4 separate regions of the Mus musculus genome follow, and all the other regions are linked to region 1. Evidence: chromatin contacts called from public HiCAR-type and promoter capture Hi-C data. All regions are on one chromosome and are shown on one strand. The core of a region is the stretch at or near the end of the contact, and the rest is flanking DNA. Distances in the headings are between cores, read along the strand shown.

The links. Promoter capture Hi-C pulls out the DNA fragments that hold promoters and counts their contacts. HiCAR-type assays count read pairs that join an accessible place to other places.
Region 2: a promoter capture Hi-C map of pre-B cells shows a contact between it and region 1, with 8 times the contacts expected there. The contact joins the promoter of Gnpnat1 here to the promoter of Socs4 in region 1. A contact is called at or near these places in 2 of 39 promoter capture datasets (cranial neural crest and pre-B cells), 2 of 115 datasets of contacts at active chromatin or transcription factors (embryonic stem cells and large pre-B cells) and 1 of 9 other capture datasets (liver).
Region 3: a contact with region 1 is called in a promoter capture Hi-C map of liver, with 7 times the contacts expected there. The contact joins the promoter of Fermt2 here to the promoter of Socs4 in region 1. A contact is called at or near these places in 3 of 39 promoter capture datasets (cranial neural crest, hippocampal neurons and liver) and 1 of 115 datasets of contacts at active chromatin or transcription factors (embryonic stem cells).
Region 4: a contact with region 1 is called in a HiCAR-type map of astrocytes, with 3 times the contacts expected there. The contact joins the promoter of Tmem260 here to the promoter of Socs4 in region 1. A contact is called at or near these places in 4 of 39 promoter capture datasets (embryonic stem cells, hippocampal neurons, liver and 1 more), 1 of 484 Hi-C or Micro-C datasets (pre-B cells) and 2 of 115 datasets of contacts at active chromatin or transcription factors (the 230-238 cell line and astrocytes).

What each region holds. Positions count from the first base shown.
Region 1 is chr14:47,273,743-47,281,198 of GRCm38.p6, reverse strand. Socs4 (suppressor of cytokine signaling 4) reads right to left here and starts at 4,279. Exons shown (of 2, transcript NM_080843.3): 1 at 3,978-4,279. Wdhd1 (WD repeat and HMG-box DNA binding protein 1) reads left to right here and starts at 4,342. Exons shown (of 25, transcript NM_001360532.1): 1 at 4,342-4,678; 2 at 6,344-6,455; 3 at 7,135-7,286. The coding sequence starts at 4,602.
Region 2 is chr14:45,384,142-45,391,597 of GRCm38.p6, reverse strand. It overlaps Gnpnat1 (glucosamine-phosphate N-acetyltransferase 1), which reads left to right and starts at 2,802. Exons shown (of 6, transcript NM_019425.2): 1 at 2,802-2,850; 2 at 6,850-7,017. The coding sequence starts at 6,864.
Region 3 is chr14:45,525,191-45,532,646 of GRCm38.p6, reverse strand. It overlaps Fermt2 (fermitin family member 2), which reads left to right and starts at 2,582. Exons shown (of 15, transcript NM_146054.3): 1 at 2,582-2,713; 2 at 3,056-3,222. The coding sequence starts at 3,066. Gm46452 (a long non-coding RNA gene) reads right to left here and starts at 2,425. Exons shown (of 3, transcript XR_001781252.2): 1 at 2,091-2,425.
Region 4 is chr14:48,442,176-48,449,631 of GRCm38.p6, reverse strand. It overlaps Tmem260 (transmembrane protein 260), which reads right to left and starts at 3,280. Exons shown (of 16, transcript NM_172600.4): 1 at 3,029-3,280. The coding sequence starts at 3,176.

The sequences.
Region 1 (7,456 bases), core at 3,030-5,529:
TTTGTGTGTATGGATGTTTAGCTTGCATACCTTGTCCTGGGAATTGAACCCAAGTCCTCTAGAAGAGCAGTCAGTATTCTTAACTTCTGAGCCATCTCTCTGGCCTGCTTCCTAATTTATAGTCCTTTAAGCTAACTTAATCAAGATTTAACAAAAATACTAGACAAGTGTTTGTTTGTTTGTTTGTTTGTTTGTTTGTGAGGAGTTGGCAAAGTCTCTTTACATAGTCCTTGACTGTACTGGAACTATGTAGACCCAGCTGGCCTCGAACTCAAAGATCAAAGAGAGCCACCTGGATCTGCCTCCTGAGTGCTGGAATTAAAGGTGTGGCCACCATACTAGGCTTTTTTTTTTTTTTTTAAATACAAATAAAAAAGCTATAGATTATTCTTTTTTTACTAGTTTATAATAACTACATATGATTACATTTAAGGTAGGTAACACATTTCCCCCAAATACTAGTAAAACATGAATCTAGATTTAAATTTTTTAAAGTTTCTGAGTTTTAGATTTCCACCTATAACACCCTGAATATTGCCAGGTGTGGTGGGGAATGTTTTTAATTATAGCACTTGGGAAGGATGGGGAGGCTGAGCTCTGAGTCCAAGGCCAGCCTAGTCTACCTAGTTGAGTTCTGGCCAGCCTGGGCAACAAAGTGAGACTGTTTCAACAAGACAACAACAGCAAAACCACTAAAAGGCACCAGGGTTCAATCATGACTACTATTTTGCTAAATGGACATAGTGTGCCTTCTCAAGTCTTACCTCTATACCAATAGATAAGTACATCTCTCAGAACTCATCAGAGAAGTTTCTTTGTACAGTGGATGGTGGTTAACAAACACTTTCCATTCGTCAAAGTATAAAGACTAATGTCAATGCAGTGTTCAGCCACCAATGGGGCATTCAAATCACATGCACCGCAAACTAAGGGACCACTGTGGAAGGTAAAGAGAAACATCTTTTTTGTTTTGTTTTGTTTTTTGTTTTCCAAGACAGGGTTTCTCTGTGTAGCCCTGGCTGTCCTGGAACTCACTCTGTAGACCAGGCTGGCCTCGAACTCAGATATCTGCCTGCCTCTGCCTCCCAAGTGCTGGGACTAAAGGCATGTACCACCACACCTGTCTTAAGAGCCAGAGACTGGGGAGAACTGGAGTGAAACTGTCCTTCAGACACAAGAGGACCATCAAATGCATGAACTCAGCTGCTGTGCCTACCTGCACAAGATCAAGCCAGTTAACACTCTACAATGGAGTGGAGAGGTACTTCTGAGAAACTTCTGACAGGTGATACTTCTAGGGGAGGAAGAGTCGGATTTCTGACTGAGGCAACCGTGTTCCAGTGGATGGCCCTATATTCCTCAGTAGACTGGCAACACAAATTGGACAGTGGTAGCTTACTAAGCAGAGTAGTGGGCCTGGGGAGAATTAAGGGGTACAGTGACATGATGATGAGTATGATCAAAATGCAATGTATTAAAACTTGATAATCTCTGTCTTGCTATGCTCAAAGTCAATCTAGTGCTGACAATGTAATCAAATGAGCAAACACCAGCTGTGCTCACCTGGAGGAACTAGGTGGCTAAGAGCAGAGGGACTTTTACTATATCTCCTTCATACCTTACTGGGTTTATACAAGTATTATTTACTCCCAGAATAAATATGCTATTCACATTCACTCCTAATTCATTCACAGAGAGATAAAAAAAAAATGTTATCTTTCTCAATACTTGGTTCTCCTTAGCTATTGTTACACCCTTTTCCAGCCTCATCTTCCATAATAAAAACGATTTTTATACCAAGGAAATATTCTATTAAAAAGACATTTTAGGGGCTGGACTGGAGAGATGGTTCAGTAGCTACAAATACTTGCTGTGCTTGCAAAGGACCCAAATTCAGCTTCCAGAACCCACATTTTGCAGCCCACAATTGCGGGATTTAATGCCCTCTTCTGGCCTCAGAAGGCACTGCACTCACCCCTACCATACACATTTTTATAATTAAAAATAAAATAATAAAAAAACAAAACAAAAACAAACCCTCTTCTGTAGGCAAAACTGTTATAGTCTCTTAGATAACTGTGTAGGATCATATAACATTATTTATATGTAATATCTATCTTTGACAGAATGGTAATATATCTATGTTTTCTCAACCTATTATCCTTGAGACCAACACTATTTTGTGAACTTCAAGGTATTAAAATGGTCACACAGTGCAAACTAAACTTCAGTGAAATTGAATCTCTGATCTTGGTATTATTTTTAGTTAACTCATTCAGATACCCACACCAATGAGATATGCACTGGTAATAAATAATTCATTTGGGAAATTTTGGTACCCATATGAGAATTACAAGCACACTGATTTTTTCAAATGTTACGTTATTATATATAAACTGACAATTTTGCAAATGCAGTACTTTAGTTATACAAATTCCATTACTTTATTAGCCTGTACATACTACTTAAAATCTATTGCCCAGAACATGCTCATAAACTTGATGAAGGCAGCAGTCACAGTTTTGGATGCATTTAGCATTTGAAGGTTTTATAGGCTAACCCCACTTTAAGCAAAACTACTATATACCTTAGTGCCTAACTAGTAACATGAGGCCTTAATAGTTTTAGACTTCCACGAGTATCTTCTATGTACTTCAATAATTTGGTGGAACTAAGTATCACCTCTACTTTAGAGGTGAGAAATCTGACAATCAGGAAAATAAAGACACACACTCACACTCAAGGTCATACAACAGGTTAGAGTTAAAATTAAAAACGAAACTGTTTAATCATCAGGCTTAAGCTTATTCATACCTGGGAAATCAGCAAAGGAAATATTATCTTAACCTGTCAATACTGACTTGGTTGTTAGGGCAGAGAGAGCGGGCAGGTGTGCTGACATCATTCATAGTTCTAAAATCAAATGGTATCACAGGCACTGTCTAAAGTATTTACATCAATAACTCTTGTTCCCACTTGCAAGTTTCTGAATGGTGAGCTCTGAAAAGCATTACTCTGAAATCCCATTACAATATATTCAATATATAGATGAGTATCATCAGCTCAACTTGAACCTCACACTGTACCTACTCATTTTTATTGTCCAGGTACTGGGCAAAAGAATTATAAATTGGCCTGTCTAAAAACAATAATTTCAAAATAAAAGTAAGTTACTCAAAAGTCATTGTCTCAGGTGCCTTTATTCTTGTGGGAAATTAACAATAGGGTTTTGTTTTGTTTTTTAAAAAAGAATCTCAGATTCTACTTGAGCCAACTACTCTTCCTTTTTATTCATATACAAATCTGAGTGTCTTTTTGGAACCCAGGTTCTTAGAAATGCCTTACAAAATGCCACCATAGCAAGAATACCACGGTTTGAGTAATAACTAAGCTTGCAATTTTTTTAATAAGTTATCTAGATCTACCTCTGTAGAGTTTTCCGGTAATAAAAATAAGTCTGACTGAAACTGTACAGTGGGTACCACAAAAACGCCGTCAAAGCCCCAATTATCACCGAAAATCATAATTTTCAACAGACCAATTTATTAATATGGAGAACGTGAAGAAACAAGAAAAGCATAAACTTAACGGGCCAAGACCTGACTTAGTAGAGGATGTGTTATCGACTGCCACGATGAACAGAAACCTGTAACAATACAAATTAGACCTCTCCTTTTAGATCTAAAAGCAGTTTGGTAAACTTTGGTCGGAACTAAATAGAAAACCCAAGTTAACTCTCTTTAGCATTATTTAGCTAGAGTCGCAAGAAACAAGAATCAGTCCATCCTTTATTACCACAGAAATGACAAAGTTGAGGGCACGAAGGGCGTGAAGAATAAAGGCTTGCCAAGGTCTGTCCCTAACCCGGTCCCGAGGAGCTCGATCGGTTCAAGGAGGCGACTACGGTGGCTCGGGAGGAGATCCTGAAAGGGCAGGCGTCAAACCCCAGCCCTCGCCGCCACCCTTCCCCCTCTCACCTCTCCGAGCTCAGCTCAAGCGGAGCTGTCCGAGCGCCTGCCGCCATCACCACCGCCATCACCCGGCGCTCGCTCAAGCGCGGAAGAGAGGCCCGGCCACTCCCGCTCCTCGTGCGGCTCCCGCCAGGCGGAGGCCTGGCTGTCAGCCCCCGCCCCGGCTCCACGGTCAGCCCAGAGTCAGACTTGCCGCTGCCTCCGCCTGCTCTCCAGGGACCGCCGCCACTTCCGGGTTCGGCTCCCACCTTTTCTTTCAGAGCGGCCCCAGCCACCAGCTCTCGGCTTCGAGGCGGCGCGCTTCTGACGCCACCACCCGGCGACCTCGGGCCGGACCTGGGCTGGGCGGCGGCGGGCCGCGCATGCGCACAGGGCGAGCGCGCCAGAGCGCGGGAAGCGGCTCCGTGCTTCCATCAGAGCAGACGCTGGTGCACACCGCTTGCTCCTCGCCCCCGCTGCCCGTGCTTGCAGAGGGGAAAGCTTGTCATCTCCCGGGCGTGTGTGACATACCTTCCGCTGCATCGTGCTGTGGCTCCTCGGGTGAGGGAAACAGGACTGCACGGCGCGGAGAGGACGATCGCCCTACTGAAAAAAATACCAGTTCTTACAAAACGGCTCAGGTAGGGAAAGATGCCGGCCACACAGAAGCCCATGAGGTACGGACATACGGAAGGGCACACCGAAGTCTGCTTTGATGATTCTGGAAGGTAAGCGTCTTTGGAAACAAAGGACGGGTCCAGCGTGAATGTTAGCCGTCATTCTCGGTATGGACAGCCGGTCGAAGATGACCGATGCGGAGGGACAGAGGAAGGAATAAACAAGGAGCGCCTCTGCCCTGAGGCTTGTTTGCTTTGAACTGTCGTGGCACTTCTAGGACCTCACGAAAATTAAAATCCTTTACCCAGAGGAGTGCCTTCCCGCCACTCACGTCCTCATTCGGTGTCATGTTTATTTTATGAGACAGTTAAGCATCAGCAGTTGCTGTAAATTGCAATGACTGTCGTGCCCAGGAGATGGAATTTTGCAGCTTCCTCTTTCACAGTGTCCCCTGTGTACTAGAGGACATAATGTAAATGTCTAGTTTAGGGCTCAATACTGAGAAGTCGCTTCTTGTCAGCACCTTGTGCGGTCATGAGGCTCTACAATCACCACCATTTACTGGAAATAGAGGCTTCTCTAATTCTTTCTTTCTTTCTTTTTTTTTTTTTTGGTTTTTCGAGACAGAGTTTCTCTGTATAGCTCTGGCTGTCCTGGAACTCACTCTGTAGACCAGGCTGGCCTCGAACTCAGAAATTCGCCTGCCTCTGCCTCCCAAGTGCTGGGATTAAAGGCGTGCTCCAGGCCGGCTGAGGCTTCCCTAATAAAGGCTGAGGGTAGCATTTGAAATGTACATAAATATTTAGACAGCAGTTTGAGGTTATGCAATTTAGCTATGCAGTAGTGTACCCCCTAGGGCCTGAGACCTCCCCTTGCTATGGGCTTTTGAAAGGGTTTACCTACCAAGAATGGGTTCCCCTTTGTGGAATAGACCTTAAATCCAAAAAGCACTTGGTTACCCCTATAGCAGCCATGTCACGCATGCCCACTCAAGTGGACCATTCTTGCCTAGAAGCTGGTGTCCTAGTGAGGGCCTCCTAAAGCACAGGCTGGTCTCCAACTTAACGTGTAGCTGAGGCTGCCTCTGCCTGGCAAGCACGGAGATTACAGGCAGGGCTACTACACTGATGAACACTTTCCTATGACCCCCTTTGGGTTTTCCAATTTGGGAGTTAATCTTTTTTTTCTTCTAAACATTTATTTTATTCATATTCCTTCCTTCCCTCTCTCCTTCCCTTCCTTTTCTTTCCTTCCTTTTTTTATCTTTTTTTTTTTTTTGCCATTAGCCCTCTACTGTTTTTATTTAATTTGCACTTTTATGTGTCCAGATAGGACATAAACAGAATGAACAAAAGCACTTAGGCGATGAGAAGTTTGAAAAACAAGCAATAACCTATTCACATGGCTATTTTAATAATTTTTGGGGTACTCGTTGAGCTCATATATTCAGACATTGGTTATAGTCTCTGTGTGTCCCGAGCTGGTACTGGGGATGTGATGGTGGCTGAGCAGACACAGTCCTTGCTGTTGCAGAAATCATGTGCTCGTCTTTCTCTCACGTTATTACCAAGAAATAATTTTATGCCAAGGAAGAGCCGCAGAGAACATTAAACTCATCTCCGTTTTATAGAATGGAAGCTAAGAGTCTGCTATTGATGTTTATATGGAAAAGAATTCACTAATGTCTTGATTTTTGTTTGAAAATATAGAAAAGTAGCATTTCCTGAAGAGTTCCTGGAACTGGGTGACATTTAAAATGTGTATGTCCTTCACAGCTATATTGTGACTTGTGGCAGTGATGGTGATGTGAGGATGTGGGAAGACTTGGACGACGATGACCCTAAGTCCGTTAATGTTGGAGAAAAGGCATTTTCATGTGCTTTGAAGGTACTTATTTCAGTTGCTGTGAAGAAATGATGGGCATGTGTCTTTTATGCTTAGGTGGAAAAATTATATAAAATATAAATTTCTCCTTGCTGCACTACAACTCTATTACTTCACAACCCAGGAGGGGAAAAGTCAGAGATCTAAGGTGGCAATAAAGTTGACTCTTGCTGGTCTCTGAGGGACAATGTTTCTTGTCTGCCGTGTGGTTGTCACAATCCACGTCACTTTTGTCTCCCTATCACTCCATCTCAGCAGTGAATTCTGCTTAGTCTTCACCTTGTTCCAAAGGCATAATTGTATTGTGGAAGCAGGGCTGTGCTGTAGTGGCTCTGACTTTTGATGTCTTCTACACCAAAACTGTTTTCTTTTGTTGATAGCCTCTAGTCGCCTCATGTTTATGATACTTGGCATCTTTGAAAATATAACTATTTTTCTTACCAGAAATAAAAGAAATACTACAGGCTAAAGATTGGCTTGTGGAGGTGGAATTAAGTTTTTCTAAAGCTAGGAAATTTTTCTCACTAGTGTTTTGGAAAATTGGATACTGAAAATTTCTCTCTACATGAACTGCATTTATAAGGCGTTGTGGTTTTAACAGGATTTTTCATTCTAGAGATACTACTAACTGATTTGGATTTGTTGTGCCAATATGTCTAACCTTTATTTTTTTTTCTTTAAGAATGGAAAATTGGTCACTGCAGTTTCTAATAATACCGTCCAAGTCTATACATTCCCTGAAGGAGTTCCTGATGGCATATTAACACGCTTCACTACAAATGCAAACCATGTGGTCTTCAATGGGGCCGGCAACAAAATTGCTGCTGGGTCAAGGTGAGCTCAGCTCCACACAGTGTTAGAAGAGTGACAGTTTTAGAACTTAGAACACTGTCCACCTTTATTGTAGTTTTATATATATATAGCTTTTGTGCTGAGAAAGGGGATAACTTGTTACAAATTTTAAAAACTATTGTAGGTAGAACCAAAATTAGGATTTCTGTAGA
Region 2 (7,456 bases), core at 1,553-4,052, 1.9 Mb after region 1:
AACCGGAATCTTACATAAAACAGAGGAATGCAAACACAAAAGGTCTAACAGGAACCACCCAGGATAGAATACATTGATAACAGCTGGGATCAACAAGGGCTCCACCTAAAATTCACTAATCTTAGAAGCCAGGGTCAAGGGCTTCCTGTCCTTGCCATAGTTCCTATTTTAGTCTCTTGTATAGTCCACCTTCCCCTTAGGCCATTGTAAATACGTGTGTATGGGTGTAACTCTGCTATAGAATCTATTCTGGTTTCTCCTTTGGTCTGAAACTTCCTTCTTCCTTAGTGATGGTAAATTCCTGTGTAAGGGAGTGACTTAGCTTTTACAATCTTACTGAATTCCAAGACCAAGGTCTTGCTAAGGACGAACTAGGACTGTTGGAACACTGGTGGAAGGCTTAAGCCATGTCAGAATTCAATTTTAAAAAGCACTTATAATAGGAAAATACTGAAAGAGAGCACGTGGATCCATACACTAGACTAACGCAGGAATGGAACGCGGGAATGAAAAATTACTGTATGGGTAGGGAATGCTAGACTCCAGGAGAAGAGCTTCCTTGAAACTCTTTTGCCTCATGAGTGACTTTTAAGCCTTTCGGCTTGTCCAGTTGACTCGACCGGAGAGCGTAGCACCTTAGCAAATATGTTATCCCAACACTACAACGCTTGATATGCAGAGGGCACAACACGTGGTCAGCGGGTGAATGGCTGCACTGATGTGGGGAGATATCCACCATATAAATTCAGAATACAGTTCACATGTATTGTGCTGCCCTGAGTGAAAGGAGAGACAGGGGATTGTAAAAGACGTAGCGGTGCTCACTAACTATGCCCTGTTCCAGTTAGCTAGCAGTTTTAGGCAAGGCTGTGTTTACTAATTGGCCAGTCATTGTGAGTGGAACATCAGCCTGAGTTAATCGGTAAAGGTCTACCTGTGATTTTCTAGTCTCTTTTCATTAAAGATATGATTTATTTCAGAGTATAGTATTTTTGTGACAGGGTGGTCTGGGCCCCTATGAGATTGCATCGAGTAATTACGCTGCCATTTCTGAGTAAGACATGCAGTTAACTAACAGGTTTTGTTGCACTGGAATTTGGGTAGATGTTCCTCATTTCACCATACTGTAGTTTATTCCTTCTACACACACATACATGTACACAAACTAGCATCTTAAGCACATATTACAGGCCAGGATACATGTTGAATGTTTTATTTGTATTGCTTTATTAGACCGTCACAGTGTCAGATTAGGTACCAGATACCACCAAAGATTAGGAAGCTGTGTCACAAATGTTCAAAGCCACAAGTAAAATGGAAGCACAGCAAAGGAAATTCACATAATCCGAAGACATTTCTACCAAGCTGTTAACATAATGTTAATTCTACAGGCGAAGCCATGGGGACACATGACTTTTTATTCTGTATTTCTCTGATGCTGCAAGTTTTAAAATAAGCAAAATAATGTAGTAAGACATTAAAAAACAAATATTTTGGCTGGCGGGATGGCTCAGTGGGTAAGAGCACCCGACTGCTCTTCCAAAGGTCCAGAGTTCAAATCCCAGCAACCACATGGTGGCTCACAACCATCTGTAACAAGAACTGACTCCCTCTTCTGGTGTGTCTGAGGACAGCTACAGTGTACTTACATATAATAAATAAATCTTTAAAAAAAACAAATATTTTAATGAGTTCAGAGATGGAAGTGGTATACGTCTTGGTATATTCAAGACATTTCTTCCTCCTCCCCTATCTATCTATCTATCTATCTATCTATCTATCTATCTATCTATCTAGTGACAGCATTTCTCTACATATTCGGGGCTGTATTTGATCTAATTGTGTAGAACTGTCTTGAACTCACAGAGATGCACAAAGCCTCTGGTCTCTAGTGCTGGAATTAAAGGCATGCACCAAGTACTACACACACACACACACACACACACACACACACTCGCTGTGTGTGTGTGTGTGTGAATGTATGTATGTATGTATGTATATCTCCAAATCTCTGCTTCCTCACTTGTCAGATGACACTAAATGACACTTAAGAGAGAGACACTGGAGGTAGGAACCTTCCCAGGACTGAGATTACAGAACAAGCACAGTATTTGCTGTATACTGTAAGATGCTTTCAGGGCCCTGGCCTCTACCCCACTCTTCACTGCCTGGAGAACGTAGCCACTTCTTGCCCAGAGTAAGCTGAAATGTTCCGGGTGTCATAGGAAGCAAAGGGCTGCAGTGGAAAGCTCAAGAGAGCTCAAGGGTGAGTGGTTCCAGCTCAGTTTCTAGAAGACAGAAGCCCAGCCTTGTCTCAGACATTTGACAATCAGGAGATGTAATCACCAGTCCTGTTAATGGACTGCATGCAAGTGAGGGAGGGGGACGATGGGACTGACAGGGTAGGAGCCTTAGGGCTCGGAGAATGAAAGGAACCCACACCGGTCATCGCGGTAGGCTGCTTATACTCCTATGGCTTTATTTTCAGATAAGGTGTGAGAGCGACGGTGGTACTCTCGTGCAGTGAGCGAAAGGCAAGTCTGGAAGGTAAACTGATGACGCAAGCTTTGCCCCTGGTCTTTGCCCCACGCCCCGCCCCGCCCCGCCCCGCCTCGCCTCCGGAGCCCAGGAGTGGTGTGCGTGGCCGTGCCTCCGCGTGCGCAGCGGTGCGTGAGGGCGGGGCAGGGCAGAGGCGTTGGTCCGGCCACGTTTGGCCTGGCGGTTCCGGCTGCGGCGCGTGGGGGCGCACGGGGGGCGGGGCTGGAGCTGCAGCCGGATCCGGATGCGGCGGCGCTTTGACCCGCAGGGAGACTGACGCGCCGGGACTGGAGCGTGGTCCGCTCCAGTGCGGTGAGGCGGCCTGGGGCTGGGACGCGAGGGCTGGCGGGCTTGGGACCGCAGAGGCTGAGACGCCCTGCCCGGGAGCCGGGCGGCAAAGCTTGATGCCCGGCAGTCTGGCCGGGCAGGGTCTTGGAGGGCCTAGGAGTGTCCGTGGCGTGGGAATGGGGGACGGTCCTCACCTTTTCTGCCGCCGTCCCTATGAAAGGGCGCGAACCCTCGGTTCCCTTTTACGGGTGTAGCGGTCAGAGCCGCTGAAGACAAGCACCGGCTCTGAAGAGCCCCAGCTGCGCAGACTGTATGAAACCTGGGGTGGGGGAACCTAGAACTTGAACCTCTAGAAACACCAACTGTGTGGTTTCTATTATGTGTTAGAGCTAATGTTTATGTAAGGCAAGCATAAAATTTGTTCCTGTAAAAAAATAAATGGGGGTTTGTTTGGGATTAATTAATCCAAGAGTAGGTCTCAGGAAATGGATTCATTAAGGTAGGAATTGTATGATTCAAACAGATTCCATGATGCAAAGATTGTCATCTGTTGACTTTCCTGCAGTAATGCTCTATGGGAAAATGAGAGGATCCTCATTCCAGGCCACTCATTTGTTGATGAGTGTTAACTAACCTTAGGGCTAGTCTTGGAAACTCGGTGCTCCCAACTGTGCAACTAGACTTGGGGCTAATCAGATCGTGTAGATTAAGTACACTAACGGGAAAGACTTCTTGCTTCATGAAATACTACCTTTCATGAAGATACTCGGAGCTGTCTACTTATCTGTCTGTCTACCTGTAACCTATCACAGCGAGTTTGATTTGGCTGCAGATCATGTTTAGAAATGTGTGAATCCTGGTCTTCAATCTTCCTACTTGTTGCTCCGCTGTTTTTCAGGAAGCAGCCGCTCCCCATCTATATCCAGACTCATTCAGAGGCTGGGAAACCAAACTTGAAGTTGGGTGTATGTCTTTTGTCTTCTCACTTGTGGCCATGTGGCAATCTTTTTTTCTACATGACTTTCTGAAATGTGATTTCTAGATAATACCTTACGTCATTCATTATTCATTGACTAGAGGTTCACTGGACTAGGGCTTAGGCAATACTCAAGCATTGTAAACAAATGCTAATTTAGAAGTTAAACCCTACTGGGTAGAGGGGGAGGGGCTTTTAGTTAGAGTTTACAACCAAACTTAGAGAGGAAGTTAGGTGGTGACCTTTAAGTGCTACAGAATGAAGGCTTCTTGTAGTTTTGTTTTGATAAAACAGCCTGTGTAGCAGGGGCTAGCCTTGAACTTGGGTGGGGGGGGGAGTAGTAGAGAGGGGTACCTTAGAACCAGCTTTTTAAAAAAATCTCCATGTTTAATCAACTCCAATAATTAGTTTTAAAGTGTGTGTGTGTTTGAGATAGGTGTGACTGGGTAGCCTGCTGTCCTTGAGTCCCACACAGTCCATGCTTCAGCCTCCCTAGCACTGAATCCAGGTCTTTGCCACCTCACCTGAATTTTTATTAGATTGTAATTAGGCATGACCTCTGTCAGCATCATAAACTGTGTCTTTATGACTAGGAAGAAAGGCTTTTTTTTCCTTTGGATTTTATAAATCTCATTTAAAAAGAGGTTTGGCTCTCATCAGATCCTTTGTGTTTAACCAGACCAATGCCTGTCCTCATCTAGTTAGTAATGAACGCTAGAAACTGATGGAATGTTGCTGTCCAGTATGGTGTGGGACACACCTGTAATCAGCCTGGGGAATATGGAAACAGGAGAACCAAGAGTTAGAGGGAGGCTGGAGAGGTTGGCTGAGAGAGTAAATCATTTGCAGTGCAAGACTGAGAACCAGAAATCTGATTCCCAGAGCGCACGTAAAGAAAATAGGGTGGGCTTAGTAGCCCACCTGTAATGGTGTCATCAGGAGACAGAGAAGTCCTTTGAGTAAACTGACTATTCTCACCAACCTAAAAACTGAGTCGTGGGTTTGGAGAGAGATTGAAGAAGACGCCTGATGTCAACCTTGGGCCTCCTCCACTCTCACAGGCACACACACATGTGCACACATACAAACATGCCCACACAAACTCACACATACAATGAAGGGCGAGAGGCCAACCTAAGCTACATGATGAAACTGTTCTTAGAAAGTGACCTCCTGGCATTGTTCTTTCTTCACTATTTATGTGGCTTCCTTGTAGATCATGTACTTTCTCACCCATTGACTTAGGGACCTGGGTAGCTGATCAGTGGAAAGTAGCTAGAAATTACTGTGCTAATCACAAGTTGCCTTTTTCTGCTTGCCCCTTGAGCTGCTCACCTTTGCCAGGAGCATAGCTTATCAAAAATGGCCTTTTCAGTATGGGTGGAGATAGCTTAGTGAAGGATAAAGGGGGAACAGGGAGAGCTAGAGTGGGGCCCATGTGGGATGGACACAGCTTTCATGCCTTCGTTTAGTTACCTGGAAGCTTCAGGGTTTAATTTGTGGGTACTAAAGTGCCTCAGCTATCCAGTGTAACATGTAGCTATGTAAACGTGTCATTTTATTTAGAAGCCTTTAACGATTTCTTTTGTAAATCAATTATTGATAACCCATGAGTTCTTTAAAATCCTTTGGTGTCAATCACATCTTGCTTTCCCTTTCCCAACATCCTCGCTGCCCACCACCAGAGTTTTGCTAGTTGAAGACTGAGCTCAGGTGAACCCAATGTAGCTGCTTTCATTTTGTAAACAGTTCATTAAAACAACATGATAGCCATATCTTGGTGCCTGGACAGTGGGTTCTTATTTCTACCAGAATGCCTTTATACATTTTGATTAGTCTGAAATTCTCATTTCCAAAATTGAGATTCCAAGTATTAATTCTAACTTTTTAATTTTAACTCTTAAACAATAATGGAGTGTAGGGATTTGGCTAAACTAGACTAGTAAAGAGGTGACATCATTCTGCCTAGTAGAATCAATGATGCAACTTGTGGTAAAGGGCAAAATGAAGATGTAACACTCACTGCTAGAAAATTGCTAGAGTTTCAGAGTGACATTAAGCTGTGTGCAACAGGCCTGTGACACTTGGATGCTGCCTGTGGCCATGTTATTGTCCTCGGCCTGGAACCTTGCAAGTTCCTCTATCTACTTGCTAGTCTATAAGATACGATCATGATACATCTTTTATTACTTGTTAACAAATATAAAGTACACACCAAATTAATATTACATATTTTTATGATTATTTACAAAATAGGACCATTTAGTTAAAGAAATGTACAAGAAAACTATTAATAACTGGTTAAAATTTATTATGACTTAATTTTTATTGAGACAGCGTTTCATATCACATTGGTCATATGTGTGTTTTTGAGACAGTATTCCAAAGTTTAACCCAGGCTGGCCTAAGACTCCTATTCCCTTGGTGCCTGAAGTTCTGGGATTATAAGCACGTCCCTCTATGTCTGGTGCATAGCATGAAAAACAACCAACCACCACCAACAAAACAACCCACTGGTTATTAAACTGTTTAGAAGTAGCTACCACACACAGTGTCTGTCATGGCTAAGATAATACTATTGTGAATACAGAGAATAATGAAGTAATTTGAGTAATTCCTACGTTTCTTGTTTGTGGTTCATATAAAATAAGTCATATTCATATGTTTAAGTGAGTCTTTAGTGACCCCTGGCTACCAGGTGATTTCTGAGCCTAGTAATAACTGCAAGATTCTAAGTGTTCAAATGTGAGCACCCACAAGATGACAGTGCTACACCAGGAGCCCAACCCACAGGATAAAGCATCTTCAGGATCTGCTAGTTTTAAAGTTTTGTTTTTGTGACTTAATTTGACTACTCAACCCATAACCCAACTGACAGTAAAGATGGTTTTTAACAAGTAAACGTGTTTACACTTACAGATTTTAGGTAGCTAGAGTAGAGTAGCTGATAAAATGTTATAGAACCCATTTGTGTGATGACATTAACTTTCTTAACAAGTATACTTTTCCTTTTATAAAGCCTCTCAACATTTGAAATTTTATTTTAGACTTTACTGGAAAGATGAAACCCGATGAAACTCCCATGTTTGACCCAAGTTTGCTCAAAGAAGTGGACTGGAGTCAGAATACAGCTATATTTTCTCCAGCCATTTCTCCAACGCATCCTGGAGAAGGCTTGGTTTTGAGGCCTCTCTGTACTGCAGACTTAAATAAAGGTATGGGCCCAATTTTAGTTTGGGAATCCTGACCAGAATTTGTTGCTTTCTTCATAAGCATGATGCTAACTTGAAACAGTACTTGACTTTGTACTTAAAGTGACTGGATCACTCAACTGTAATAGTCATGTATCATGCCTAAGACCAGATATTACTACGATGAATTTAAAAATAACTAAATATAGCAGTATTCCATCCAAAAGGATATCTGAAAACAAAATTGAAGTTATAATGTATAAACACATGGATGAGTTTTCTCCAAGAAGACAGGCAAAGGAACATTCTTTGGACAAACTGAAAGGGTTTTATTTAGTCCTGTGTAATTCTTAACATCTAAATTATCCAAAACAATTTCCTGAAACTTTGGTAACATTTTGCCTTACTATTTTCTTTTAGATAGGTATTTGAATAAAGTAAATTTGACCAGAACTACTGCATG
Region 3 (7,456 bases), core at 1,333-3,832, 1.7 Mb after region 1:
AAAAGGAATATTCAGAACGGATATTTTTGGTGCTAAGGCATGTTAGAGAAACTCTGGGCTTACTGGAACACATGCGCAGGTCATTAGGAATAAGTCTGGGCCTCATTCCTCATTTCATTTCAAGTATTTACCCCACCCTTCTAAGACTCAAACACATACACATCGTTTTCTTGTTTTGAGCCACTTTTAACGCCTGCTACCTCCTAGCTTATGCCTCCTTTTATATTGCCACAGATCTTTTGGAGATAAGGTGAGGGAAAAAACAGATGAGGTGAATAACAGACGTGTAAATTTTCATGAAATCTCTTTAATAAAGAGATTTCTCCATTGGGATAGACCCCTGATTCTTTGATATTTGTTTTTAATTGGTACCAGTATATTTTCTATAGCTTTTGTACCAACCTATTTGTAAATGTATACATAACATAAATGTATAGTTAACTTTGGGGATGCTAACACACACACACACACACACACACACACGGGAAAAAAGTGACAATCCAGCTCACGAATCTGGTAGCTGCTGTGGCCAGTCTGTCCACCGCACAGAGACGGATTATGGCAGGGAATGCAATTCTTAGTGGTGCCAGAAAAGTCCAGGATGTGGCAGGTTTGAGTTAGTTAGAAAAAGAAAGACTAAAACCAACCAATCAAAAGAAAACCTCTCTTGACCACATCACCCAATAACTAACATTTGGGGAATTTCCTTCTAGTCTTTTTTCAATCTAAATATTTAAAAATGGGTGTGTTCTTTCTTTCTTTCTTTCTTTCTTAATTTTTTTTTTTTTTCTTTTTCAAGACAGGGTTTCTCTATATAGCCCTGGCTGTCCTGGAACTCACTTTGTAGACCAGGCTGGCCTCGAACTCTGAAATCCGCCTGCCTCTGCCTACTGAGTGCTGGGATTAAAGGCGGGTGCCACCACGCCCGGCTATGAGTGCGTTCTTGATTTTACAGAGGCACGTACAGTTTTCTACAGATTTTTGTTTGCTTGCCTTTTTGAGACAGAGTCTCTCTAATAGCCCAGGCTGTCGTGGAACTAACTAGGTAGGACAGGCTGGCCTTGAACTCAGAAAGACCTGCCTGCCTCTGCCTCCTGGGCGCTAGGATTAAAGACATGCTCCACTATGCCTGGTCTGTACAGATTTTTTTTAACCCAAGCAACTAATTCTCTACATTATTAAAAATATTCTCCTATGTATTTTCCAACAACATAATTTCATCAACACTGTTTCCACCCTGAACAACATTGCTTCTAAGTAAACCACCCACAACGTCTCAGAGTAGAAATAACTGGAGAGAGGCAAGCTTGGAGAAGTGCATCAGTTTCTCCATGATGACTGGCTAGTGTTAGCAGAGTGGTTTCCCTTTTTTTTTTTTTTCCACTCCCAAACCTCTGGCATTTGACTCGAGTTTTCCTGCTTTCACTCCCTTACGGGTGTCCACCCCTTTCTGCAGGCTGTGCTTTTTTCTTTTGCTGTTGTGTTGATGAACAAAGGGTTATTTGCGCGGTAGGCTCCCCTTTGAAGTGTCTAGGGCAGTTCACGAAGTCCAAGACACTTTTTAAAAACCAAGATCCTTTACAGTATCTTATCGGACTCTCCTGGACTTAAATAAATTGCTAGAAGAGGCAACCCCTGGCTTGCTGATTCTGAACAGTTCCCTTCAACAGAGTGTAATAGTTAATGGGAACGTGGAAGTGGGCCTTCGGGGACCTTTCTTCGTCACTAGTCAAAGTCTTTAACAGCTCAACATCAGTTCAAAACTACTTAAATGTCTTGGAAGTGTGTGGGAGGGTAAGGAAGAGAATGTGCGTGCATTCAAAATACTGAGTCCTCTAAGTTGCGGAGGAAAAGTCCCAAGTACGCGCCAACAGTTGGCGTGGGTGGAGAAGGGGTCTCGGGGAAACCACTGCCCTCCTGGGGTGGGGTGGGGAGGTCCCCCTTTTCCAGCCGGAGCGCATGAGCCAAGCTTTTGCGTCTGGCAGGCACTTGGGTTCCAGGGGTTAATAATGCTCGCCGACTCTCATGAGTCCAGCAGGAGCCGCAGATTGGTGCGGAACCCTGCTTGCCAGGCAACTTTTGTGGCTCACCGCCCCTCTGTGTCCTTTCTCCTACTTTTGTGGGATGTTCAAGGCAGACATCGTAAAGTTTCTGCATCCCAACTTCTCTTCCTAGCTCCCCGGCGCGGTGCCTTCGCGCCCGGGTTCCCCGCACACGTCCCGGGGCCTGGGAACTTCCCGAGGCAGCTTCTCACGCATGAACCCCGGGGACCCCGCTGCAGGCGCCGCCTCAGCCCCGCGAGCCCCCGCCCCCCACCCCAGCTCCGCAGCCGAGAGCCCGGATGTTGGATTCCATCCCTGCGCCTGGTCCTTCATTTCCATAAAAGGGCAGCGCTCCGCAGGGCCGAGATTGCGGCCGCCGCCTCCCCCCGCAGCGCTCCCCCGAGGCGCGCACCGCCCCGGCCCCACCAGAGCGCGCGCCGCCTCCTCTCCCCCGCGGGAGCGCGGTCAGAGAAGAGCCAGAGAGGAGGGGGCGGAGGCCGGCTGCGGGCGGTGCTGCGGGGCGGGGGCCGGGGCGGGGAGAGGGGGTGGGGCGGGGGCCGCGGTGCCGGGACTCCATTAGCAGCGGCGCGAGGCTTCGCTTTCCTCCCGAGCAGCGACGCGGGTGCCGCCAGCCTCGCCTGTTGCCTCGGGAGCCCGGCGGGAGGAGCGCGGTGAGGGGCGCAGCGGAGGACGGGGCGCGGGGAGGACGCCGCGGGAGGAGCGGAGCGCGCGCCGGCGCGGCGCGGTCTCCCCGGCCGGGTGGGGAGGCGCGGGGCGGTCCGGGCGCAGCGGCGGCGGCGGCAGGTGAAGGCGCCCAAGTCCGCTAGGCGGGCGCGGCGGGCGGAGGCCACGGTCTGGGTGCCGAGTCGCCCGCGCTCGCGCCCTTGGTTGTGCGCGCGTAGCCGCAGCTCCTCCGCCTTCTCCCTCGCAGCGGCCGGCGCCGCGGACTCGGTGGGGTTTGTCTTCCTTTGGGGGAGTGACGCTGACGAGAGCCATTTCCTCCGCGCTCGCAGGAAGGGAGCCATGGCTCTGGACGGGATAAGGATGCCAGATGGCTGCTACGCGGACGGGACGTGGGAACTGAGCGTCCATGTCACGGACCTGAACCGTGATGTCACTCTGAGAGTGACCGGGGAGGTGCACATCGGAGGGGTGATGCTGAAGTTGGTGGAAAAACTCGGTGAGTAGCACCCCGATGCCTCCAATAAAGACTTCCCAGAATGAGAGGAGGGGGTGGGGAGGGAAGACGGCGGGGGGAGGGGTAGAATTGGGAGATCCTAGCTCCTGGCGTGTGCTGCGCTTAAAATGCGAAATTTGTTAACGTTAGGGCGCATAGACGTGCTCCCCTCTGCGTCCTGCTTGTTATTTTGATTTTTACATAAGGTAGTGAGTGATTCGAACCTACCAAATGCTTAACTGCGGATTCCCGGGACGACTTGTTGAAAGTAACGAGGAGAGAGAGTATGCAGGTGAAAGTTGTGAATGTGGTATTACGGGTCTGTAGGTGTTCCCACCTCTTATCCTCATGGAACCTGGATGTTGATGGTGGTGTTTATTGGGGAGAGTGTACAGTCAGCCCGGTCTGGAGAATGTGCACTGGTGTTGGTCGGTATGAAGTTTCAGTAGCTGTACTACGTGATGGAGTGCCCTGAAATGTTCCACTCGTCCGCTCTTGCGAGGGGTGGGGCAGTGCTTGACAAACTTGGTATCTGTATTCTGAGTTGGAAGTAAGCTATCAGGAGCATTAAGAAGCCAACGAAAGAACTTATTTTTTATTTTTTGTTTTTTTTTTGTGTGTGTGTGTGTGTGTTTTGTTTTTTTAAAGCAGACACTAAACTGAGTTGAAGATGACAGTATTTGAGTGCACATAGATACTGCATTGATTCGGACTTGATTGTAAGGAAGGGCTATCACCCAGGATATTCGAGAAAACTGCACTCCACATTTTGTGATAAGGCAAACCATTTTTCACCTGGCAGATTGACCAGACTAGATAAGATGGGTGATTTTATCCGGAGAGCGTTTATCAGAGCAGCAGCTTTCTGGCCTGTAAAATGCTTGCTGCTTTGTATAATGAAGTGATAAGGTGTTTTGTGTGGGGATGTCTTTTGTGGCAGGGTTAGTTGGTTTTAATCAGCATTCATGTCTCAGGCCATCCTGGAAAAGTAATGAATATTCGTTTCTCAGAAAAAGTATTTCTTACCAAAGGGGAGGGGGAACTGCATATTTACCATATAACGTAAATGAAATAGAAGTTTGATATAATTTGGGAATTAGACTGAATTCATTTATTAGGTGACTCTGCTTTATGCCCCTGGAGGGAACTTTATTGTTGGAGGACTAAAGAGGAGTTAATTGCAGGGGGCCCTTCTTAGTACTGTCCATTGATTGACTCCCAGAGATAGCCCAAGAACGAGCCCCCAAGGGGCCCTTTAAGAATTCAGTTTTGCTGCTTTAATCAAGTAACTGTCAGTTTACGTTTGGTTTTTTGTTTGTTTGTTTGTTTTTTGAGTCAAGTAAATCACTGTTTGCAAAATATTTACCAACCTTTTTTGAACAGTTCCACTTGAGGATGAAAACTATCCCATATGGTTCCTGTTTGACAAGGAAACAGTCATTTGTATCAGATTGTCTTATGCGTGATAAGTGGACCTTATTAATACATTATAGCTTTTCCTTATTTTAGTTAGTTTTTGGTTTTGTTATCTCAAGCAAGAGTCTCACTCTGTAGCTCTGGCTGGCCTTGAACTTGCTATGTAGACCAGACTCACAGAGATCTGCCTGCTCTGTCTCTTGAGTTCTGGGATTAAACGGGTGTCTTCCTCATGGCCAGCTCTTCAGAGTAATTTTTTTTTTTAAGCAGTGCAATAAAAGATCTGTCAAGGGTGACTTAGACAAGTTGGGATTCTAAAAAACAAAACAAAACAAAACAAAACAAAACCAAGCTTTAATGAATAAATAATGATTTCTACTGTATTTACATCACTGATTGACTGTTATGAAATCACAATTATAAATAGAATTGTTGGGGGTGAGCTGTTTGTAGACAGGATTGATGTTATTTTTGAGTAACTATCTTACCAATGCTGATGCTGGTTAATTACATAGAACAGTGGGGGCAGGAATGGCTTTGCACCTGGGAATTCTGTACCTGTCTTTGGTGGCACCAGTCCTCTTGAGTTTTAAGTCCCAAATGGAGGAGGCATTTTTCAGCAAACTTCTGACAAGTACACAGAGTGGGGTACCATTTAAAATGTCCACAGCTCAGACCAGTCAAATTAGAAAGGAATTTTGTAGTTTTTCAGGTTTGTCTTAACATTGGGATGGGCTGCCTTCTAAAGCCCTGCGTGTTGTCATCAGCAAAGGGATTAAAGGGCACTTGTCAATAGTGGCCGACTAGATCAAAGCAGCCTACAGGGGTAAGAGGTGGAGGTTGGTTTAGGGTTGAGATGGGACAGTGTCTGGTTTCTTCAGAGTGAACAGCAGTAGTGGGCATGTAGCTGGCCACGGAGCAGTTAGTAACACTATACTGCAGGCAGTTTTCACTTGTATGTTCAGGTGCCCACTGTCTATAGAATAACCGTTTCAACTTCACTGGAGGGTATATGATTAGCAAAGGCCTTATGATTCAAAGCTGTCTTTACCTACAGCATCCACAGCACCCTGGGATTCCCTAGAGTTTAATAGATCCCAGGTTGACCCCCCCTACCCCCACCCCCATGCATGTGGAAGCTCTGGAATGAGGGTACTTTTGCTGTGCTTGGGTTCTCAAAGATGCAGGTGAGCAGAAAAGGGGGCAGCCATTGTGTACAGTAGGTTTTATTGTACAGCCACAGTGTTCCTCCTAGAACAAACGAAGTCAGAAGCGTTAATGATGCCTGCTTGTCGTATGTCAGCAGTACCTTTGTATTTTGTTGAAGTCTTTTATAAAGAACATTTGCATTTCAGGGACTGTTATTAAAACCTGATTCTCAGATTTATTACTTTAATTCCAACATCTGAAAAGTCTCTTACATCTTAGTGTGGAGCACATTTGTCATTCTGCTTTAGGCCTGTAAAAGAAAACAAGAAATATATGCTGTGAAGGCGATATGGGCTTTAGGGACTTACAGCTTGATGAAACAAACTTATGATTGGCCCTGTGTAGGCTGATCATAGACGGTCTCTTTGCTGTACACCTCGGTGTATGTGAAAAATGGTTTTCTCCTCCTTCTTTAAAAGCCATATGGAGCACTTCAAACAGGGGCTTTACATTTACTGCAATCTTTTTTATTAAAAGTAAAATGTTAGTGGCCAGCTGTGGTGGCGCACACCTTTAATCCCAGCATTCAGGAGGCAGAGACAGGTGGATCTCTGAGTTTGAGGCCAGCCTGGTCTACAGAGTGAACTCCAGGATAACCAAGGCTATAGAGAGAAACCCTGCCTCAAAAAAAAAAAAAAAAAAAATTTAAATGTGCATAGTTTAAAGTGTTTCTTTAAATTGTGTATAAATGGTACTGTTATATAAGGATAATTTCATACAAGTATATTTCATGTATTGAGCATATGTTAGTTTGTTTTGAATCAGCATCTTGTGTACCCTCTGCTGGCCTGGAACTCACTATGTAACCTAGGCTGGCCTTAAAAGTACTAGGATCCATGGGTATACTACCATGTCTGGTGTATATAGTTTTTTGTTGTTGAGGTTTTCTTGTTTGTTTGTTTAAGAAAAAATTAAACTATATCAGGATAAGGATTATAAAAAAAGATGAAAAGAGGATACAATGTAAAACAATTATATCTAAAAATAAATGTTAAAAGAAGGCTTAATTGGCTGGGATCCCTCTAGAGATCACTGCAAAGCAATTACAGAGCGCAAGACCTGTGAGAGTCAGCGTTCCATCAGCATTGAGGGTTCTGGGGACCAAGGGGATGCTTAATTACGTTCTGGTTTTCCTTTTTCTCTAGGCACTCTGCCTGAGCTTTTGTTCACTAAGTTTTAGAGTCACTTTTAGACGACTTCTTACAATTTGTGCCTCTCTAAAAATACTAATTTTCAGTGGTGAGTAAGGAATTTATAATCTTATGGAACTCAATGAATTGGAAGTCTCAGCAGCCAGCTCGGTGAGCTGGGAGGAGGGAGTCCACTTAGGACTGAGTTCTCCTAGCTCTGAGTCTGAAGTTCAATCGTATCCGATGATCGTTGTGGGACTCAGTTACAGTACAGGAGAAATGAATGGAGCTGACTTAAAATCTGAAACTCGCCCTGCCTGGTAATACACACCCTTAATCCCAGCACTTGGAAGGCAGAGGCAAGTGGGTCTCTGAGTTTGAAGCCAGCCTGGTCTGTACAGTGAGTTCCAAGTTGGCCAAGGCTACAAAATGAGACCTGGTCTCAAAAGGGGGGTGAGGTGGGAGTGAGGATCTGGTTAGGT
Region 4 (7,456 bases), core at 2,031-4,530, 1.2 Mb before region 1:
CATTATATCCATTTCAGGATCCCACCAAGAAAACACCAGCAGTCTCTTTGAGCACCCACAAAGAATCAAACACAAATGCTCTGCGATTGGAGGGTGGTGATGGCATACCACATGGCCATCATTACCACTTACAAACCCCCTAAGGTCAATCAGACACATGCTGCTTATGTAAACCAATTACTGACATTGGCACCTCAGAAACTGGAGAACTTTTTGTGTCCTGAACATCTTTCAGAGGAATTGCTTATAGTCTAAAAATGCTCAAAACTGTTCCTTGCATAATTACTGAGAGGCAGCGATCCTACAATTTTACTCCATGACTTTGCTCAAGTTTTTGCTCTTATCTGAGAGACCAAGCATATCATAAGTTCAAGGTCTCCATTCTCTTCCATTCAGAATGTATTCAAACTACACTTTAATTTTGACACCCTTCCCTAACTGCTTTTACACACACACACACACACACACACACACACACACACACACACACACACACACACCTGTACTTTCTGCAAAGTCCATCAATTCTTGGCAATGTTCAATCTAAACAAAAATATGCTACTGTTCCAAATCTGTGTCTTCCTGGTCAAGAGCAAAGGGAAAGTTCTTAAAGTGAATATGAAAAAAAAAGAAGGTAACAGAAATACTAACATAAACTCATGGCCTCCTGAGTTTGGTGGGCTTTCCTCAGTTAAGTTAAAGGGCTGCGAGTATCAGAACAGAACTTCCTGAAGATCTTCTAACATTACCACTCAAACCTGTGGGGCAGTTCTGAGGTATATTCGGGTTTGAAGACACACAACTTTGTTGTCCCAAATGCAAATTAGAAGCAAGCCCAGAGCTGTCTGTAGATGCTTCAAGTGTGCATATGTTTAATATGGCCATATATCATCCATTAGAATAACTATACTTAATACATATAAACCCATCTGTAAGTTAGTTCTTTCAAGGATCATGAGAATTGTTCATGAATATGAATGTCTACTAGTGCAAAAAATAATTTTGGCAGTGCCCCACAATGTGATATATATCTATAGAGGAAAACTTAACACTTATCAGAAAAAAATGCATATTTTATTTGGTTTTGAGATGTATTCTGTTTATTGACAGAATATATATTCATAAGTATTCAAGTACATCACAGAAACAATATGGTCGAAAGTAACCTTAAACAAAATGTCCACACTGGCACATAGTTGCAAAGAACTCACTGATGGTTCCTGAAAATGACCATGAAATATCAGAAGCAAGCGCTACTTAGCATACAGTAAACAAAGCAGAACATATCAGAAGTCTGGTAAATCAGATAACACACAACTTTATTCTTTTGGTAACACATGAAATACAGAATTTAAAAAGGCAACAACTTCAAATTTATTTTCACTATGTGTGATGGATGGATAATTTAACAATGCCACCAAACTCTTTCGCATACGCATTAAGAAGACTGTTCCAGCATCAATCTGTAAGTCCTTCTCAGAAGACCCTCACTCACTGTGACTTTGCATGTAGGTTAGCCTTTTCTCATCTACAAAGATATATTACCTACCTTCTAGGACAGCTGGGAGGGTAAAACTCCATAAAAGGCACTTGGAACAATGAGTGCTGTACAGTAAATGCAATGTTATTCTTCTTATCCTGTATTTGTGGCTCAAATAAATTGTTTGATACTTTTTAATGGGTACAGAGCTATGTAACCTCTAAACTCTCCTTTATCAAATCCCTTGCTACCCTAAAACTCCTTCATTTTTTAACATTAATCTTAGGAAATTGGTAACTCCATTCCCAGCTATGCTAATGAAACACCACCCCCACTAAGTGTTCAGTGGAACCGGGAAGAGATGACCTGAAAATGGAGATGGAGGCTTCTCTCCGTGGCAGGCAATCTTGAAGACAGTCCTGGTAATCCCCATCTCAGGGCTTTCTTGCCGTGTAATCCTCTCCCCTTTGAACTGGTCTAGATTTACCGACTCTCTCCAATAAAACAGGGCAGTGGCATATCACTTCCAGGATTAGGTCTCAAAAATGACAGAGGTGACAGAATGCTCTCTTGCTTTTGACAGGAATCAGCTATTTTATGAAGAGAGCCACATGGGATATAGGGCTAGACTTAAGTTTGGAAGTAGATACTCCCTAAACAGGGTCCTGAGAAGTTGCAACCCTGGCCCCCACCTTGTCTTGTGTTAGTGAATCCGGCTAAACTGCACCTAGAGATACTGATCCACAGACAGATGATAAATGCTCCCCCCTGCAGCCACCAAATCCGGGTGAACTTGTCAGGTAGTGAAATTATAAACAGCTCATGGGCTCTTCAGGAAACGGTTTGACTGTTCCATTACAGAACCATTCTGAAAACACGGCTGATTATTATGAGAAATTATTGATCACTTTATCTGGCTGTAAAAACCAAACCAAACCAGGGACTTGTTTCTAGACTCAGATATGTGAAAAGTATGCCCTAGCTTAATCTGTGTGAAACCTGTCTTTCATTTTCACAGGAAGAGGGGTGCTTTCAGTTGCATTCCCTTTTATGAGTTCCCCTCTAAATTTTCTGCATGGCTGGTTCCTTAATATTCAGGTTCTAACTAATACACCTCCAAGGTAGCCTTTCCTGACCTTCTGAGGAATCTACTCATTACCACTCCAACCACATTCTCCCTTAGTGCCTCCGTAACTCACCACTACTTAAAATGTAGTTTATTTAATAACCCGTTGTGTCGTCTCTAAACACAGTAGAACGCTCCATGCTATTTGTTAACTACTGTCAATCTTTTTTTGTCTGTGACACTGTAAGGGCACGACAGGTGATACAGGTAACAACGATCCGGGCAAAGTGGACAGTGGTTAAATTTCATCGGCTGAGCAGCTCGAGAACACAGAGACCAAGATCCAGAACCGGAAAGAGAACTGGTTCTGGAATTCAGAACCGTGCACGGAGCTCCAGCGAGGGGACGCGGGGCCGGGACACCGAGGCGGCGGCACCCGGAGGCAGGGGGGCGGGGAGGAGGGCGGCCTGCGAGTACTTTACCCGAGTCTCCCCCAGGCAGCGAGCGGGGCAGCGTGAGGGTGAACACGGCAGCCACGGAGGCGAACACGGCCACGCTGCCGCGGAGGGCCCCGGAGCGCCACGGCCCCGCTCCGGCTGCCGGGCTCCCGCCGTCGCCATGGAGACCCATGGGCCCGGACGCGCGCAGCTCGCGGACCGTGACCCCTCGCAGCGGTGCGGACCTTCCCTGGCCGAGAGGCGCGCACAGCCCGCGCCGGCTTCCGGTCTAGCAGGGCCGAGCGCACCATACCTTCGCCCGCCAGGTCGGGGAGGAGGAGATGGCGGGCGCACTCCGGCACGGCTTAGGAGTCTTCTGGGGGTCACTGCGCGTGGTACTGTGTCTGCGTCAGTGTGCTTTGAAGTAACGAATCACAAGGGAGCATAATTCCCAACGACATCAATCATGGGCCAGGCCTACTCGCACTATGCAGTCTCTCTCCCCCTTTCCGCACTGACTTGGTCCGTTCCAAAAGAGACGGAAGTGGCGTGGATAACGGTGAGCCAGAAAGCGCTGCTCTGCCCCCTGTGGCGTGGGGTGGAACTGCATAAGAGAGCCCCCTAGAAACCCAACAAGGAAGGGTTCCAACCATGTAGTAAGCCACAAATACATTAATTGCTATTATATTTTTCAGTGGACTCATTGATCGCGGCTATGTATTTATAGAGCCTTGCCTCATTAAAATTAATGTAAATCCATATGCTAATTATTAATTCACTAATTTTAAGATATTAAAATGTGCTAATTAGCCTTTTTTTAACATGAGAACTCAGTAGGTGAGTTGAAATACTTGAGTTAACAAAATTAACTCTTCATGATAAGAGTGTCTCCTACTTAAATGAAGAAGAATGATTTTTGTTTTTTTGTTTTTTTTGCTCTAAAAGTGGAAAATGAAATCAAGAGCCCACATAAATAATGCAAATGGAATGTAGAAAGAGATGGGAGCTACTAGACAATACACAGCACACTGCTGAGAATTGAATCTAGGGCCTCATGCAGGCTAGGCTAGTAAACATTTTAAGCTTGCAGTTTGCATTATTTTAGCAATTATTCAGTCTGGGAAGGGAGCGGGCAACCTCCTTAGAATCTGTGTCAGAATACACGGGAAATGGGCAACATTCACAAATGTGCTATTTGCAGTCTGACAGGAACACTGTGTCCAGGCTGTGAAGTTGATAGGCAGTAATTGTGCCCACCTATCTTAGTCTTTTCCTGGTGTTTATAAAATGCTTTATCATCTGAGCTCCTGGGACACAGGGGTTGGGCAGTGTACTTTCCTTATTGCATGAGAAAACACTATGACCAGTGAAACTTATAGAAGAAGCAGTTTATTTGGGAGAGATTTTCATGGCTGGGAGACATGGTAGCAAGTTCTCCATTGACGTCCATTGAGGAAAATGCTTTTCTTGGTAGCAAGAGATCATGAGAAATACACCTTTCAACTAGACAGCTTGTCCAGGATTATCTTGTATGTATGTGTGTTCATATGTGACAATGTGTGTGTGTGGTGGGGAGGGGAGTTGTCCAAGTCTGTACATGTAGAGACCAGAGGTCAATTTTGGATGTCTTCAACTATAGCTGCCCACCTTGGGTTTTTTTGTTGTTGTTGTTGTTAGTGGTGGTGGTGTTTTTGTTTTTTGTTTTTGACTTGGTTTTGTTTCATTTGGGTTCTTTGTTTTGTTTGTTTGTTTGTTTGTTTGTTTTTTGATAAATTGATTAGCTGGAGCCCATAGAATCCAACTGTCTCCCAGCCAGTTCTGGAGTTACAGGTGCCAACAGCATGACTTGATTTTCTACGAGTTCTGGAGATCCAAACACAGTACCTCACTTTTGCCTAGTGTACTGGCTAGTTTTGTGTCAACTTGACACAGCTGGAGTTATCACAGAAAAAGGAGCTTCAGTTGAGGAAATGCCTCCATGAGATCCAACTGTAAGGCATTTTCTCAATTAGTGATCAAGGGGGAAAGGCCCCTTGTGGGTGGGACCATCTCTGGGCTGGTAGTCTTGGATTCTACAAGAGAGCAGGCTGAGCAAGCCAGGGGAAGCAAGCCAGTAAGGAACATCCCTCCATGGCCTCTGCATCAGCTCCAGCTTTCTGACCTGCTTGAGTTCCAGTCCTGACTTCCTTGGTGATAAACAGCAGTATGGAAATGTAAGCTGAATAAACCCTTTCCTCCCCAACTTGCTTCTTGGTCATGATGTTTGTGCAGGAATAGAAACCCTGACTAAGACACCTAGCAAGCAGCTTGCCCACTGACTCCCCTTCCCAGACTCAGGGTCTAAGTCACTATTGCATTGCCAGGAAGACACACTGTGACCAAGGCAACTCTTACAAAAAAAGGCATTTATTTAGGAGCTTGCTAGTGGTTTCAAAGAGTTTGTCATTTATTATCGTGTTGGGGAGCATGGTTGCACGCAAGCAGGCACTGGAGAAGTGGCTGAGAGTTTTGCATTCTTATCCACAGGCAGGCAGAGAGAGTGAGCCGCTGGACCTGATATGGGCTTTTGAAACCTCACACAGAGCCCATTCCCAGTGGAACACCTCCCCCATCAAGGACACACCTCCCCCAGCAAGGACACACCTCCCCCAGCAAGGACACACCTCCTCCAGCAAGGACACACCTCCCCTAGCAAGGACACACCCCCTCCAGCAAGGACACACCTCCCCCAGAAAGGACACACCTCCTCCACCAAGGACACACCTCCTAATACTTCAAGCAATTCACCAATAGGGAATCAAGCATTCAAAAATTTGAATTATGTAGACCATTCTCATTCAAACCACCACATTCAAGGTTCTCCTACAATGAGTAAGTGGAGAATACACGCTGGGAGCTAACTACACCATGCCCTTCATAATTAGATTTGATGACCTGTGCAGTTTTGAACCTTGGATGGTTAAAAGTTCAGTTTCGGGCTGGTGTGATGGCTCAGTGGGTAAGAGCACCCGACTGCTCTTCCGAAGGTCTGAAGTTCAAATCCCAGCAACCACATGGTGGCTCACAACCATCTGTAACAAGATCTGACGCCCTCTTCTGGAGTGTCTGAAGACAGCTACAGTGTACTTACATATGATAAATAAATAAATCTTTAAAAAAAAAAAAAGTTCAGTTTCAGTAGTGGTAGATATGAAAACCAGGTGCCAGTGAGTTAAGAAATAGCTGATTGACAATAGAATGTATTTGTAAGAAGTGTAAAGAAGTGTGCCAGACAAGGTTCATTTTGTTTTCTCTTGTAGTTTAAAGGAGTATCTGAAAAAGATGAGTATATTAGGGATGGAGCCAAGGGAAACAGAAGAGGGTTGAAGTTAGAGAGAGAAGAGGACTAGAGAACACTTTGGCTTGCACACGACAGATGAGCTTGATTCTGGGGTAGACTATAAGATACAGAAGGAATATTATTGTTCATGTTCTACAACATCTCACTGTCCTTGAAGGTACGACAATAAAAACTACAAAACAGAGAAGTGTGCAAATCAGAGGACATACATACTGTGAGGTTTTTTGTTTTTTTTTTTCAAGTCATTATCCAATGAGACTCTGGGAGTTGACTAAACAGGTGTAGAACACACAGGCAAGGACGTCACGAAATGCAGGCTAGACTTGGGTTTGAGTTAAAAACTTGCTGTTCAACTGAAATGATAGGGAATGTTGGGAAAGCCAAGTTGTCATATCCAATAGCCATCATAGAGACCATGGAACATGAGTTAGAAACAACATCAGGTTGGTGGGAAAATCACTTCAAAGCAACTATCCTTTATTCAAAATGCTTAGGGCTGGGGATTCTGGAGAGGTGCCTCAGCAGTCAGGAGCACTCACCACTGCCATAGAGGACCTGAGGTGGATGTCCAGTGCCCACACCAGGCAGTTCTCAACTGCCTCTAAGTCCAGCTCCAGGAAGCTTTCTCACTGCCCTCCATGGACGCCCACACTCCTGGCACTTGAATAAACTATTAAAACCCAAGGGAGTTTCTGATGCTTATTCCTGTTGACTGTCCCTCTTCCCACTAGGTCTCTCTTGCTCCCTGTCTAGCTGGGAGGGGTGGAAATGCCTCTCCTGTTTTCCTGTGGCATCTACTGGCACCACATTGTGGGTGAAGCAAGTGGCTCTCTTTTTGTGAGATGGTAATAAAAATTCTGGCCCTCTAGGCCCCTCTGATTCCATCTGTCAGGGAGGTAGAGAGACACTCCATTACTGCTGTGTAGAGACAGACGTCTAGGAAGTGTTCTCCAGTGATGCCATTGAAACTAAGAGCATCATTTATTACCTACTTTGGTACCATCCTGGTGGTTATATTGGGGCCCCTGGAGATGACAAAGGTCTAAGTTGATACCCCACTCAGTCCTTGTCACAGCTTTTGCTGTGATTTAGGTCACAGTAAAACCATGTGTCTTTTTTTTTCTTCTTCTTTA